Linked DNA regions of Mus musculus: regions 2 and 3 are each linked to region 1. The links are chromatin contacts, called in public Hi-C and HiChIP or PLAC-seq maps. All regions are on one chromosome and are shown on one strand. The core of a region is the stretch at or near the end of the contact, and the rest is flanking DNA. Distances in the headings are between cores, read along the strand shown. Region 1 overlaps Gm36743 (a long non-coding RNA gene). Region 2 holds the start of Bmper (BMP-binding endothelial regulator). Region 3 has its middle 18 kb from the start of Bmper.

The links. Hi-C and Micro-C count contacts between places; a contact is called where the count stands out from the background. HiChIP or PLAC-seq counts read pairs in DNA pulled down with a chosen protein or histone mark.
Region 2: a Hi-C map of forebrain shows a contact between it and region 1, with 4 times the contacts expected there. The contact joins the promoter of Bmper here to the enhancer-like site in region 1. A contact is called at or near these places in 1 of 39 promoter capture datasets (3T3-L1-derived adipocytes), 5 of 484 Hi-C or Micro-C datasets (the C2C12 cell line, the N1E-115 cell line, forebrain and 2 more), 3 of 115 datasets of contacts at active chromatin or transcription factors (embryonic limb bud, extraembryonic endoderm stem cells and neural progenitor cells) and 1 of 9 other capture datasets (liver).
Region 3: a contact with region 1 is called in an H3K4me3 HiChIP or PLAC-seq map of forebrain, with 3 times the contacts expected there. The contact joins two enhancer-like sites. A contact is called at or near these places in 1 of 39 promoter capture datasets (3T3-L1-derived adipocytes), 8 of 484 Hi-C or Micro-C datasets (the BV-2 cell line, the C2C12 cell line, brain and 5 more) and 1 of 115 datasets of contacts at active chromatin or transcription factors (forebrain).

Annotation. Positions count from the first base shown.
Region 1 is chr9:23,125,680-23,130,051 of GRCm38.p6, forward strand. The region is part of intron 7 of Gm36743 (a long non-coding RNA gene); the gene reads left to right. Among named protein-coding and RNA genes, the nearest start is that of Bmper, 95 kb to the right of the region's middle. Within about 2 kb of position 2,157, at least 49 of the 459 cell types and tissues checked have an H3K27ac peak or open chromatin away from gene starts, as enhancers often do. A contact at or near this core is called in brain, cerebral cortex, forebrain and 1 more, where this site is marked.
Region 2 is chr9:23,221,212-23,225,583 of GRCm38.p6, forward strand. Bmper (BMP-binding endothelial regulator) reads left to right here and starts at 1,865. Exons shown (of 15, transcript NM_028472.2): 1 at 1,865-2,562; 2 at 3,547-3,632. The coding sequence starts at 2,430.
Region 3 is chr9:23,202,407-23,206,778 of GRCm38.p6, forward strand. No RefSeq gene overlaps it. Among named protein-coding and RNA genes, the nearest start is that of Bmper, 18 kb to the right of the region's middle. Within about 2 kb of position 2,050, at least 65 of the 459 cell types and tissues checked have an H3K27ac peak or open chromatin away from gene starts, as enhancers often do. A contact at or near this core is called in brain, cerebral cortex and forebrain, where this site is marked.

The sequences.
Region 1 (4,372 bases), core at 907-3,406:
ATTTTTATGTTTGTTTTAGGTCTCTCCTTGGTCCACTTCTAAACCCACATAAAAGCAGTTTGGGACTGGTCAGAGGCCCACAGAAAGAAATCGGAGAGGGAGATTTTTGGATAAAGGTTTTTCCCTTTTTATGAAGATAATTGGCAATAATAGCAACTTTCAGCATAGATCCCATATCCTTTATCTCGATCAGAAAACATTTTGGACGGGGTGATGGGGTGGGGGTGAGCTCTTGCCTGCAATCCTCCCTCTCAGGGGCTCTGAATGGGACATTCATGGGCAGAAATGCAGGGCTCACTGCAAGTGCTGGGGGAAGGGTGAAAAGCAGGGAGGTAGCCAGGCTTGGGCTCTTTTCTCCTCAGGGGAGCTATTTTTTGCTTTACATGCAAAGAATTGCTTTGTACAGCCAAGTTGGTCTCAATCTTGTTTACATAAAAGAAATCGAACATTTATTTTGTGCCGGGTTTTTTTCTTCCTTTGCCAGTCATAGGGTCCTTGGCAAATCAATAAACAAGACCCTGCTCTGTTTTCAGTTTGTGGCTGGGGATTTCGGCAGGGTAACCCTTCAATGACTGGATTAGCCATTTCTGTGGGGTCTGAGTTTAGCTGTGAGTGACACATTTGTCATATTAAACGCCTGGTGCTCCAGAGGAAAGAGGAAGGACACGCAAGACCTCTGGGGGTTTGGGGTTGTGTGGCAGATAGCATAGGTGGGAGAGAAGAGAAAACACAAGTGCTTGTTCTCACAGAGACCAACTGAATCCCTGGAGCATGTGGTATGGTTTCCTCTAATCTCAGCCAGTCAACAGCCAGCATTGTTGTTGGTTATTAAATCAACCAAAACGCTTTCAGAGCCGAGGCCCTGATATTTGACTCCACAGCATTTCATGATATAGGATCCCATAGAGGAGCCCCATGCTGTGGGCAAAAAATATTTTCTTAATTTTTTTTTCTTCCTAAATTTACCTGCTGTGAACTAAGAGTGACCCTTTGTTCTTGTTTGGGGGACAACTGGAAAAATAAAAGACTATGTAGCCATGGCAAAAGCATTTCTTAACCCACTTTGAAGCAGCTCGTGTTCCCTTGTTAAAGGTCAGAGGGTGGCTTCACAGTGGCTCACCTTTTTATCAATCCAGACCATTTAAGTCCTTAACTCCTGTTAGCTTCAGTTGGAGCAGCACAGTTGGCGTGGGAGAGAATAGGCTTTGATATTGGACAAAGCTAGAATTAGATACCGATTCCAGACCTTTTTGGGGTTATCCTTAGATAAGTCCTGGCACCTCTCTAAGCCCAATATCCTACCTTATAAATGGAAATTGTAACTTCTGGTGATGGTATCTATAATGGTGAGTGGTGCACAGTCAGCACATTGTGGGCCCTGGTAAATGATAATCATTATTGCTTTTATTCCTTAGTCTTAGACCTCTATGACAGGAGCTCTCAATGCAAGAGGGTCTGTAACACTTGCCAGTATTCAGAAAATGATACCCCAAAGTACGGTATTTTGGCATGTGAAGCCCAAACATAAAGGGAATTGGAAAGTCCAAAAGGCTGTTGTGGACCTTGGACTGTTCTCCCTCTAGCCTTCTGTCTTCCCGACTCCTCACCCCAGAACAGAGACGGACTCTTTACTGACGTTCCTTTATCAACCCAAGTACCAGATTCATCAGAAAGAGTGCAACCACCTTCAGTCTCCTTACTATGGTTTCAATAACCAGAGAAAACCAAAGTTCTAACCATAGAGAAGCAGACTACAAACTGCACATCATACCTACAGCCCAGGAAACAGTCACAGGTCATCCTGTGCTCTCAGGGCCCGCCTGCCTCTCTTATCACAGGCCATCCTGTGCTCTCGGGGCCCGCCTGCCTCTCTTACCATTCCTCCAGACCCTGTGAAGGGTCCAGGGCTTCCCAGTCTCCTTGGATCACTGGATACTGTCTTTGATTTCTTCAATGCCCTCAAGTGCATAACACCTCTGTTTATTTTTATTTTTTTTCCTACCTAACAGGAATCCTGTTTCTCTTTGAGGACAGGATACCTCTAGGGCAGAAACCCCTCTTCAGGCACATTAGGGACAGGTTGGATCTAAGACGGCTCCAGAGACTTCAGACAACTTTCAACCTCGTTATAATTCCTCCCGCATGCTACATAGCACCCCCAGCACAAGAGAGTTGACAGTTGCTTGGCAACGACTAGAAAGAACTAGAGAAGAAGAGCTGCTGAATTCTCAGAAAACCTCGGCTCATTCCCAGAAAGACAGGAACACATCCCTTTGCTAACGTATCCTTCCCCTTCATTTCTCTCAAGTCTACACCTATAACCTCCTGACCCCCAGGCAGGTGAGGTTTAACCTCTACTTTTCCTGGATATAGTACAAAAACGTCCCTTTCCTGCTTAATTGCTGTTTAGTTTTGTTCCTGGTTTCACAGTTCTGACAGGGGGAAGGGACCCAGGCTGGGGGTAAAAATGGCAACAGAACCTTCTGGAAGGGAGTGAAAACTTCCTTTCACCCCTATACTCTGGCTGAGCTTCCAGGTGGAAAAGGGTTGCTAGGCAGACAGGCAGGCAGGCAGGCAGGCAGGCAGGCAGGGAGGCAGGCAGGGAGGCAGGCAGGCAGGGAGGCAGGCAGGCAGGCAGGCAGGGATCAGGGGCAACAGCCAACTTCATCTCGATGCTATATAATTTTTAGTCTATGTGCAATGAGAACAGCAGTCTGTATTTCTCCTCCAATCATGTCCAATAAGAAGTAAAGGGTCTGTGCCTTTGGGGATGGATGCCTTCAGGATCTCGAAGCCATTGCCATGTGGATAGGCAACGATAGTGCCTGCAGCAACCAGGAAGTGGAAGCAAGAAGATGATGTTCCAGGCCATCCTTGACCTCACAGCAAGCTCAATGGCAGCCTTGGATTTATGAGTCTTTGCGCACCTCTCCAAAAGCTAACTACAAACCATCTGAGATGCAACAGATCTCAAAGACATCTACTAGATGAGCCGTATATGTCTTTCTACTAGTGTGGACAAATTTAACTGAAAATTGACTCTATTGTACATGCCTCCAGTTTCACATCAATCATACACATGACCCCAATTACGACAGGTAAAAAGTGGCGAAAGGATTCTAAGTCCTCTCAAGTCAGCATCTCTGTGTCCACAAAAGGAAGAGCCCTACTGTCCCCACTGTGGCCCTCACAGCCCATTCACTTGCAGTGCCCCCTAGCAGGGCTACACTTCTGCTTCCTCACAAATGCTTTTCTAATGAGCACTTTGCTTACATTGGCTTTTGTGTCCTCTGTTGAGGTTCTGACAACATTCTCTCAGACACAGAAGCCCCAGGTCAATCTTCAGTGGCATAATTACTTGCTCACAACCACACTCAATGTGTATGTATTTATGTATGTGTAAATATCAAACATGTTACCCCCAAAATTCTTCCGTGCTGTGAACATAACGTTTATTAAGTAATCCTTTCCTTTTGTCAGAGTTAGACACAGCTTGTGACTTTGAGCATGTCCATATTTGGGGAAGTATAAAATTAAAAGAAAAAAAATGTTGATATGGTTAAGATTTGGGTTTGGGGCCCAATCACTTCTTAGCCCACAGTTGAGCAAAATGTTTCTCAGCATCGGAAAAAGTGGGAAATAATAAATTAATATTTAATGAGGATTTGTAATAGGTTGGGTATTGTTTAAAACTCTTTAAATAAGTCTAACTTATTTAAAATGACTGGAATCTCCCTGGTGTGACTGGTTGATTCTTACCTTATTTTATACACGAGCATATTGGATCTCAGGGATATTGAAACACGTCTCTCTTAGGGTCATATGGATGTAAAGTTGTACTAAATTTTTAACACAGCTGCCTGTGGCATCCTTTGCGAGTGTTTCATCTGTATAAGATTTTTCCAAATATTGCTTATGAGGCTTAGTTCAAGTAAGGGGCTCAGAGTGACTTGAGTGTAACACAGCAAAAGGACTAGGTTAGAGGGGAAGTCCTAGCTCATGGAAGGATTAGGGGTGGAAGTCATTGCCAAGAGAGAAAATCACAGAGTCAAATTACTCTTGAAAAATCTTGAATTTCCTTACCAAGTTCTGCTCAGGACACTGTGATGCAGACTGTTGCAAGCAGAAAACCATGAGGCTGTGGGTCCTTTACAAACTCCCATGGATCCTTCGCATTTTCAGTACAGGTCTTTTCCCTCTCTGAAACATCAGTACTGAAATCAGTGTGTTTATTGTTGACCTGGTAGAATTGAACTCACATCACAGGAAGCAGCAGCACAGCCCAACCGGACTGCACATTGCAGCCAACTTAGAGCCACTTTACCTTCAGATTTGTTATAAGGATCAAGAGAAGGTAAAACTTGATAAGGGC
Region 2 (4,372 bases), core at 615-3,114, 95 kb after region 1:
AGAGGCTTCTGTCCACCTTCTCATTCACAACTTCAAGGCTGGTGAAAAGGTTTCCCGTTTTTTTCCCTAGCCACCCATAGTAGAAATGCCACACACATAGAGGGTAGAAGTCCCCACCCCCTAAAAAAATTAGTCATGCACACTGAGGAGACAGGCCAAGGGAGGCAAGTCAGAGGGGCAGGCATGCTCTTCAGGTGTCTTGCAGTTTTGTAGTGCACATGTAGCCAAGTCTACAGACATCTGAGGGAACACTGGGTCTCCTAGGATCTCCAAAAATTCATGTTCCTTACCTGAATTATAAAGGTTACATTTATCTAGAGACTTTATTGAAGGAGAATCATTTTAGAGAGCAGGGACAGTGGTTCCTACTGAATGTACTTTTCTGTGGCAATTATTATTTTTTAACTTTTAGGTTTTCTTCTAATTAGTTCTTATGGGAAGTAAAACTCTGTCTCTGTCTCTCTCTCTCTCTGTGTATACAGTTTGACATTTCTGTAGACTCAGGGAGTCAGCGAAACATTCAATCAACACTTTGACTTTCAAGGCATCTAGCCATGGTGTTATTTGGGGGAAACATGTAACCACATTGTCTCTTGTCTCTTTTAATTTAAATTTTACACAAAATCTGTTTTGAGAGGGAAATGGAGCATGCTAAGCTAATGACAGCGTTCCTTCCTCCCACTTGTCCACGTCACAGAGATGTGGTCCTTGTGTTGGGATGTTGGCCACGATGCACTCACTAAAAGCACCCTTTAAATCTCTAGAAAAAAACAAATGAGCATGCGGATGGCAGGCAGGGGCAGGTAAATGTGGTGACATTAGAGGAGTGTATCTGAGGACTGTCAAAGGAGTTTCTCACTACAGCTACAAATGCTACCTAAAACTGGCCAGAGACTAGGGGAAAACTAGGCTTGTCAGCAATTAGAGTTTGGATCCACAAGGCGCTTCAGGAACTAATGTGGGGTGGGCACCTGCTGGCTGGCTGTTCTTCGTGTGGGTGGGAGCATGTGATCACAGTAGGCTCCAAAGAAGGCTAGCTGATCATTGGTTCCAAGCACCTTTCACTCTCACCTGGCACCTTCCCAATGTAGTTATAAAAATTCTCTTTTCTAGATTAGCACCCCTTTTGAGTAGAGCCAGGCACTGCTTGGCGGGTGCGTGTAGGGCGGGTGTGTGTGTGTGTGGGGGGGGCAGGACGTGGGAGGGATGCTGGGACTCAGCGGGTACCGGGTGGCGGGGCGAGGGGATCAAAGACCGAGACTGGGGGACATCAGGGCCGCCCAAGCAAGAAACGCTGCAGGGTAGCGGCTGCCACCGCGTGCCCTGCTGGGCGGCCGCCGCGAAGGCGGCCTGCGTGGAGATTAGCGGCAGCGGTCCCTCCCTGGCCCGCGAGTGAATGAATGATTAGTCTAACGCACCTCCCTGGCCCGGGCAGCTCCGGCTGGGAAGGGCGGAGTCTGAGCCACCGATCCACGCTTTAAGGGAGAAAGGCTCTGGCCGTTGTGCGTGCATTAGCCGACCCTTTCTGTCGCTCCAACTTCTGTCCTCCCTAATGTCAGGCCCACAGAGGCATAAGCACAGGAACCTGATCTCCAAGGTCACTCGTCCCTCTGTCCCCTCAGCCTCGTGAGTCCCCCGCCTTTGCCCGAGGGAGTCAAAGGGCTGTGGAAAGTTGAGGGACCCTCCTGCATTCGATCCGTGGCTCCTTCCGAAGCTGGGGCAGCGGGAAGCGCCGGGTCTTCTGCTCCGGGCGCTAGCGGGTAGTGGCATCCCTGCTGGGGGCGGCTCCTCTGCGCGGGAGGAGGCGGTGCGCAGGGCGCTGGAGACGCGCCTTCCAGGCTCCGGCAGCGCCCCGGGGCCGGTGGCCGGGGCTGGGCTAGACCGCCTGGCTGGGCGTTCGCGTGCGCCGCTGTCGCTTCTGAGCCGGCATAGCTCCGGCGCCAGGATCGTAGTCCCTCGTGCGACCCTGCGGATTCCGCGCAGAGCCTAGTACGCCCCTCGGTCCCGCACGGAGCAAGCGCGCGGGCCGGACACCGCGCTCGGGGGCCGGGCCGGAGCTGCGCGTGCGGGAGCCGGAGCTCAGCCGGGCTCCAGAGCTGCGAGCGCACTCGGCAGTCGCCGCCGCCGCTCCCCAGATCCCGCCGCTCAGCCACCCCTCCTCCCGGCCCAGCTCTGGCGCGGAGGGGCTGACGGCTAACCCGCTGAGAGCAACTCCCTTAGAAAAAAGCCGCCGCATTGGCCGAGGCTGGCCGCAGGACCCCTCCTCCCGGGGCGCCCCCACTCCTCCCCCGCCGCTCCGGGCGCCCGCCTCCCTCAGCCGACTGTCTCCCGGCACGCCGGCCCACAGCCCTTTTGACTGCGAGCAGCGGCTGCCGAGCAGAGGCGGCGACGCGGGACCTGCAGTCGCCCGGGATTCCCTCCAGGTGACGATGCTCTGGTTCTTCAGCGTCAGGGCTCTGGCTGAGCGTCCTTGCCGACGCTCGCCTGGGATTACCTGCTGCGTCTTGCTGCTGCTCAATTGCTCCGGGGTCCCCATGTCTCTGGCTTCCTCCTTCCTGACAGGTAGGGGGGTGGGGGCGGGAGGGACCAGTCCTCCGGGACTCTGGGTGGTTTCTTGGGAGAAGAGGCACTGGCAGACCGGGGATGAGAGGACGAGGAACGCGCACCTTGCCTGACTCTCGCGGGCGGTGGGGATGCGGAGAAGCCTAGAGAAAAGGGATGGGAAGGCTATGAAGAGGTAGAGAGATGGGGGACTGAGAGACTGCTACCTTTGACAGAGTGCTAATAGGCACCCTGCTATATGAAGTTGGGAAATTCCTTGATTTATATTTAATCTTTTTTCCCCAATCCTTGTTTTAATCGTAGCCACTCTTGTGCAATTAAGGAAAAGACCGCGCCGTTTCCCGCACATCCTCTTTTCTCAACACCATAGGATTCCAATAAATCCACGGTGCTAGGCAGCATCTTTAAAACATGACTTTCCAGACCTTGAATGTAAAGAAGCGATCTTATTTTTAAAGGTTACTAATAGCATGATATGATAATTACAGGTTTTCAGGCAGGTGAAGACCTCGGCTTCTATTTTGAAGGACATGCTTTACTGACACCTGGTGCAGAAAAGAGAATATTTTAAAGAGGAAAGAGATTGCGCTTCAAAAAGTGATTGCATTTCAACCCACAACAGTTGGCAGATCCACCTGAAAGGCCCGTTCTTTGACACAGTCCTGAATTTCGTTCAAATTTAAAATCTTCCCTAGTGCCTAGTTTGGTGTGTTAGTCCATGTGCAGTTGAGATATCTTTCAGAGCACTAGTGGTATTAAATATGTGCTTAAATCAACTGAAAACAGAAAACCGATCTATATACCGAAGTATTGACTTAAAAAAAACCATGTTAAGTAAAACTATTTAAAATAGATTTGAAGAAACTTGTTTGTGGTGCATTTGAAACACTATATAATTCCAATTACTAGCTTAAGAAGGTAAGGTTTTATAATAACACCACTAAGCAAGATTTAAAATTAAAAGTATTTTTATCTTCATTTCAGGGTCTGTTGCAAAATGTGAAAATGAAGGGGAGGTCCTCCAAATTCCATTTATCACAGACAACCCTTGCATAATGTGTGTGTGTTTGGTAAGTGTACGGGTCAGGTAAAATAAACTTAACTGCTGTCATGGACAAGGTTCATTTGTCAAACCTGACAGAATAGCTGTCTTAAAATTGATTTTGATCATTACCAAATTGCACATTGCTTAAGCATCGAATTTAGTTGCACTTTCTAGTTTTATGAATTTGGGCAATTTCTAATATCACATCAGGCTGAGAATTCTTATCTTTGACGTCACTGTTGTACAAGTAAACTTGAGATGGACTTTGTACAACATTGTTTTGGGAAAGCTGCAGTTTGGAATGCATGCTACTACAATGAAGTCATAGATATCATGACCACTTAGTTTTCTACACTGGTTCTATCTTCCCGGCTCAGCAGGGAAATGCTGAATAGCATTTTAGATACAGAGGTCAAGGATAAGATATGGGAGAAGGGAGGAGGTGGCTGCCATAAAGGACAGACCCAGGACAAGATGTCATCTTGGATTGATTTCTTGAATTTCTTGGCCTGCTGTGGCTGAAGCTCTGTTAAACAAGCGTCTTTTCTGGCTAGGAAGCTCAGGTCAGGACCAGCGATCCCTCCTTAGTGGAGAGTGTCACTTGGCTATGAGATGCTTAGTGCTGCCAGTGGCTAGTGGATTATTTTAGCTTAAGCTACCGATAATTCTGATAGACACTTGGAGAAGATGAAGTTGTACTAAAAAAGACTTTCTGAAAGACATAGAGTTCCACAAAGAGTACTATTTTTGCTGAAGAGTGTTCCA
Region 3 (4,372 bases), core at 800-3,299, 77 kb after region 1:
TCTGATGGGGGAAACTGAGGAAGCCTCCACTCCATGTCCAGATGTGGCTGCAGGATGGTACTTGCCAGCTATTCTACTGTGTAAAGCAGCTAGCTCTCTGGAGGACTGGAGCAATGCCCAGAGCCTGGAGCATGGCAAGTTCCAGCTCTGCCCACACGTCCAACTTCTTTTCCAGCTGGCTTTTCTTGTCCCTGCAGGCCTGTGGCCCTTCAGAAGGTCATGGTGTTGCATCTCTTTGCTCATGACATTTTCCTCACTGACACACTGGCCAGCTCCTGTCCACCCAGCAATCGCCCATTCATCCATTGCTCACCCGTGACCACAGGCTGACATAGCTCCTCCCGGGCTGTGTTCTCCAGCCCTCTAGCTGCACTTTCATATCCAGACATGTATGTGTCCTTGATACTCATGGATCAGGCCAGCCCGTCATCTCCCACCAAAACAAAACAACAGAGAACATTTTGAAAGCTGTATCCTGCTTAATTCACCATAGTTTATCCTGGGATGGTTCGAGCACGCTGCCAGGCACAGAATAAATGTTAATTAAATGTTTGTTGAAGGGATAAGTGGATAAACCGGTGTGGACCTGGTGCCATGTGAGGAAAAAATAAAAACAAGAGGGCTGTGAAGCCTTGAACCCCCTTTTCTCTCTCTCAGCAGGAGGTTGTAGGGATGAACAGAGGGAAGAGACCCATGAAGCCTTCAGGCCAGTGTTTCCCAGGGGCCATATCGCAGCCTAAGGAATGTAAACGTGGGAACAGATTCCTTTCAGTGATGAGTAACTTCTCCATCACAAACCAGGAGGAAGGAACCCTGACAGTCACTTTGGGAAAGGGGTTTGTGCTACACTGCCAGGGAGCATGTTTGTGGCTGTCCTGGGCAAAGACTCTACCCAGAGGGCTGTGATCACTTAGGGTCTATCCTTATTGGAAGGAGAAAGTTTGAAACCTTTTCTCACTTGGAGAGGAAGAATGACACCTGGAAGCCACAGTCCTCCACTCCTGGCTCTGTCCTGAATGAGAAAGCCCAGGCTCTGACCACAGTGCCCCTCGGTGCTTCAGGACAAAGGCTGGAAATTGAATCTCTGTCCTATGGCTATGCAGGTGTCAGTCTCTCCACAGGGGGCTGGAGCCCAGCCATCTTGACTTATCTACCCAGGACTCTAAAAAGGGGCTGCTCCATCCCTAATGGGCTGTCACGCTGGCTTTCTTCAGATTAGGTAGATGTGTGATCTCTAAGCACCTCCTCCTCACAAAAGGTCTGGATACTGGGACCCTTATGATGGAAGAGTAAGAGTTTGGGAATGTTTATTGGTGGGGGAGCTTTTTAAGATGGAGCTGGGGAGACGATATTATATTTGCAGGGTTTTCTTTTTCTTTTTTTCCTCTTAAGCATGGCACGTGTGTTATCAATGAAGAAAATTGTCGCTGAGGTAGAGGTGACATGGGAGAGGGAATAGAGTTAAGTCTTCACGAGAGCCTGGTCTGCTTTGTAGAATAGCTTTGTGCATATAATCTCATTTAATCAGTGGAAAAACATCCCGAGACTTGTGTTACTACCACATGCTTGCACAGAAGTAAAAATCAAGTTACAGTGGACTAAGGATAGAGAGTGCCCGAGGTGTGCAGCAGGTATGGGACCACGAGGCCAATATGTTGAGTCTATAGAGTAAGGAGGCAGTTAATAACACAATGCACTGTTTTATTAGAACCGTTTGAAATCAAGGCAGCGCCATATTTCCTGTGCGGTTTTCGGCCAGGCAGTATCCTATTTAATCTTTGTAAAATTTCCATAGGAAACTTCTTGGGGAAACTGAGATTTAAAGAAGCCGTATATCGTGTCCAGAGGTGGAGGCTGAGAATTTGTGGAGTTAGAACTCAAACCTGGGGTGGCTAGAAATATAACCACTGTTGGTCCTGAAGATAGCCAGTGGGGGTTGAGATGGGTTGGAGAGGTAGTTGTTGCCCAGCAACAGCAGGAAGGAGCCTCTGCTGGCTACAGAGCTCCAAGAGAAAACAGAATGAGGCTTTTCTCTACTCTGGCAAGTCTATTATTAGGGTAATGAAGCCCTCACAGAGATGCCAAGTTAGGTAAGGCCGAAACCACAGGGCTTCCCAGGATAAGGAAGGGACAGGGAAAGGGAGAGGGCAGGCCTGGGCATAGAGGAAAGGCTTCCTCTTGGTGCTGGGCGGGCTTCACATCCCATCTCCACCTTCTTCCCAGATGCTGCGGTAAGCGCCGGCTCCCAGCCTGCAGAGCTCTCCTCAGATTCTCAGCTGCGGAGTTAAGCATTCTTTGACACTGCTCTTCTGGAAGGAGGCTGTTTAAAATCACCGGGTTTATCTGTTGTTGTGAGCAATAATAACGTGCGCAAGGGACTGCAGGCTTCTGAGAAATCTTCAGAAAAATCAATTCGCTTGTCAGCCTAGTTCCTGGGGCTCTTGTCTTCTAAACTCGGAGCTTCCACGTAGGCATTCTGAATACTGCGGCACATGCTGGCTGTGAGGGAGCCCAGGTCACATGCAAAGGTGTGCTTTCTGTTCAACAGCCCCAAACGAGGTCCCGACCCAAAGGCATCAGTAACCACTGGACACGAGAGAAGACATTTTCAAATGCTTCTAGACCACAGTGCTGTAAGAGAGGACACCATCCCTGTCTTTGTATCTTCACAGGGGACACTCTAGACATCTTGGAGTGGCTGCAGGCTAAGCTATGGCACATTATCAAAAAATCCCCACGGTGCAGACTCAATGATCATAATAAATTGGTTGTTCTGGGTTGCTATGCACCAATAGTTAGCAGAATGCAGGCTAAATTCTTACTTTCCAGTAACCTGGCTTGGAAATACAGGGCAGCAGTTCTGCACAGACTTCTTGGCTTGATCCCTCTGGCGTCCTTTGAGACAAAACTGGCCACACAGATGAACCAGCTGCCTTATCAATACCTCCCCTAACTTGGCTCCTAGGTTCTAATCTGTTCTCTTTCCATCCTTCATTTGTAGCTGACAGCCTTACACCCCCCCCCCCCCTTCATTTCCCATTTGGACGGCAAATGCTTTTCAGCCCTCTTACCTCCGGGGCACAGGTTTCCTGTGAACTCTCTGGAGCCACTTATGTAGTTAGCCAGACCCCTGGGAGCAGCTCTGGGGTCCTGCAGTCTGGCCTTTTGTGCAAGTGGCCCAGTTTGAAACGGCCTTAGCAGATACCTACTGCTGCAATTTCAGGTTGTTAAAATGCTTCAAAGAGCTAGGTGAACTCATTTCTCCCATACTCTTCCTGGTAGGAAGTCTTTCCTTCTTGGGGTGAGTTCATTATGATAGCCCAGTGCTAATTTACTTTTAGCAACCAAGCAAGCCCACAAGTAAAGATTAAAGGTAAGAGACTAAATTAGGCTCTGCTTGGTCTTTTATTTTGTCTTGTCTGAATTGACCCTGAAATTTAGCATCTATACAGCATGGTGTGCAAGTGAGATTTTGGCCTCCGCCTTTCTCAGAGTCTCCTCTACTTACCAGTTAGCGCCCTCATGTAACCCTCAGAGTTCCTTACATTCTCCTTATCTTACAGGATGCAGATCATAATTCCTACCCAGGGTTAATGGGAAAACGGAATAAGACAACATTGGTAGCCAAGTTGGACAGAAGTTTGGCTAGCTGAAAGATAGGGTTTAAGATCTTAGGATAGTTTGTTACTATTTGTGCTTATCTTTCAGCAAATCCTCTTGACTCCACCCACCCAGTCCTTAGTAGAGCTGCTGCCAATCACCCAGTGTACTGGTTGTTTTTTTTTTTTTTTTTTTTTTTTTTTTTTTTTTTGTCAATTTGGCACAAATTAACATCATCTGGGAAGAGAAAAATCTCAACTGAGGAATTTCCTCCATTGAAATGGCCTGTGCACATGTCCGTTGGGGCATTTTCTAAATAATTAATTATTAATGTGGGAAGTTCCAGCCAACTGTGGCCTGTGCCACCCCTGAGCAGATGGTTCTGGGTTGTGTAAGAAGGCAGGCTGAGCAAGTCATAAGTTGCAAGTTGGTAAACATAGTTCCTTCATGGTCTCTGCCTGTCTCTAGCTCCGACCCTGAATTCCCTCAGCGATGAGATGTTACCTGGACGTGTAAGATGAAATAACACATCGCTTCCCAAGTTGCCTTTGGTCATGGTGTTTGTCTCAGTAACAGAAAGTAAACTAGAACAGCTGGTGTTCTCTAATGTGGTCTCCTGGTTTCATCCTGGATGCCTCCCGTCTGTCCTTCCATGCAACAGCAGGAATAACACTTTCACAGTTTCTCATGTCTCTTCTAGGTCTTGTTGACCCAAAAGGCCCCTAAGAGCCATGGATAGACCATGAGTTTTAGGACACAATATATAGACAGT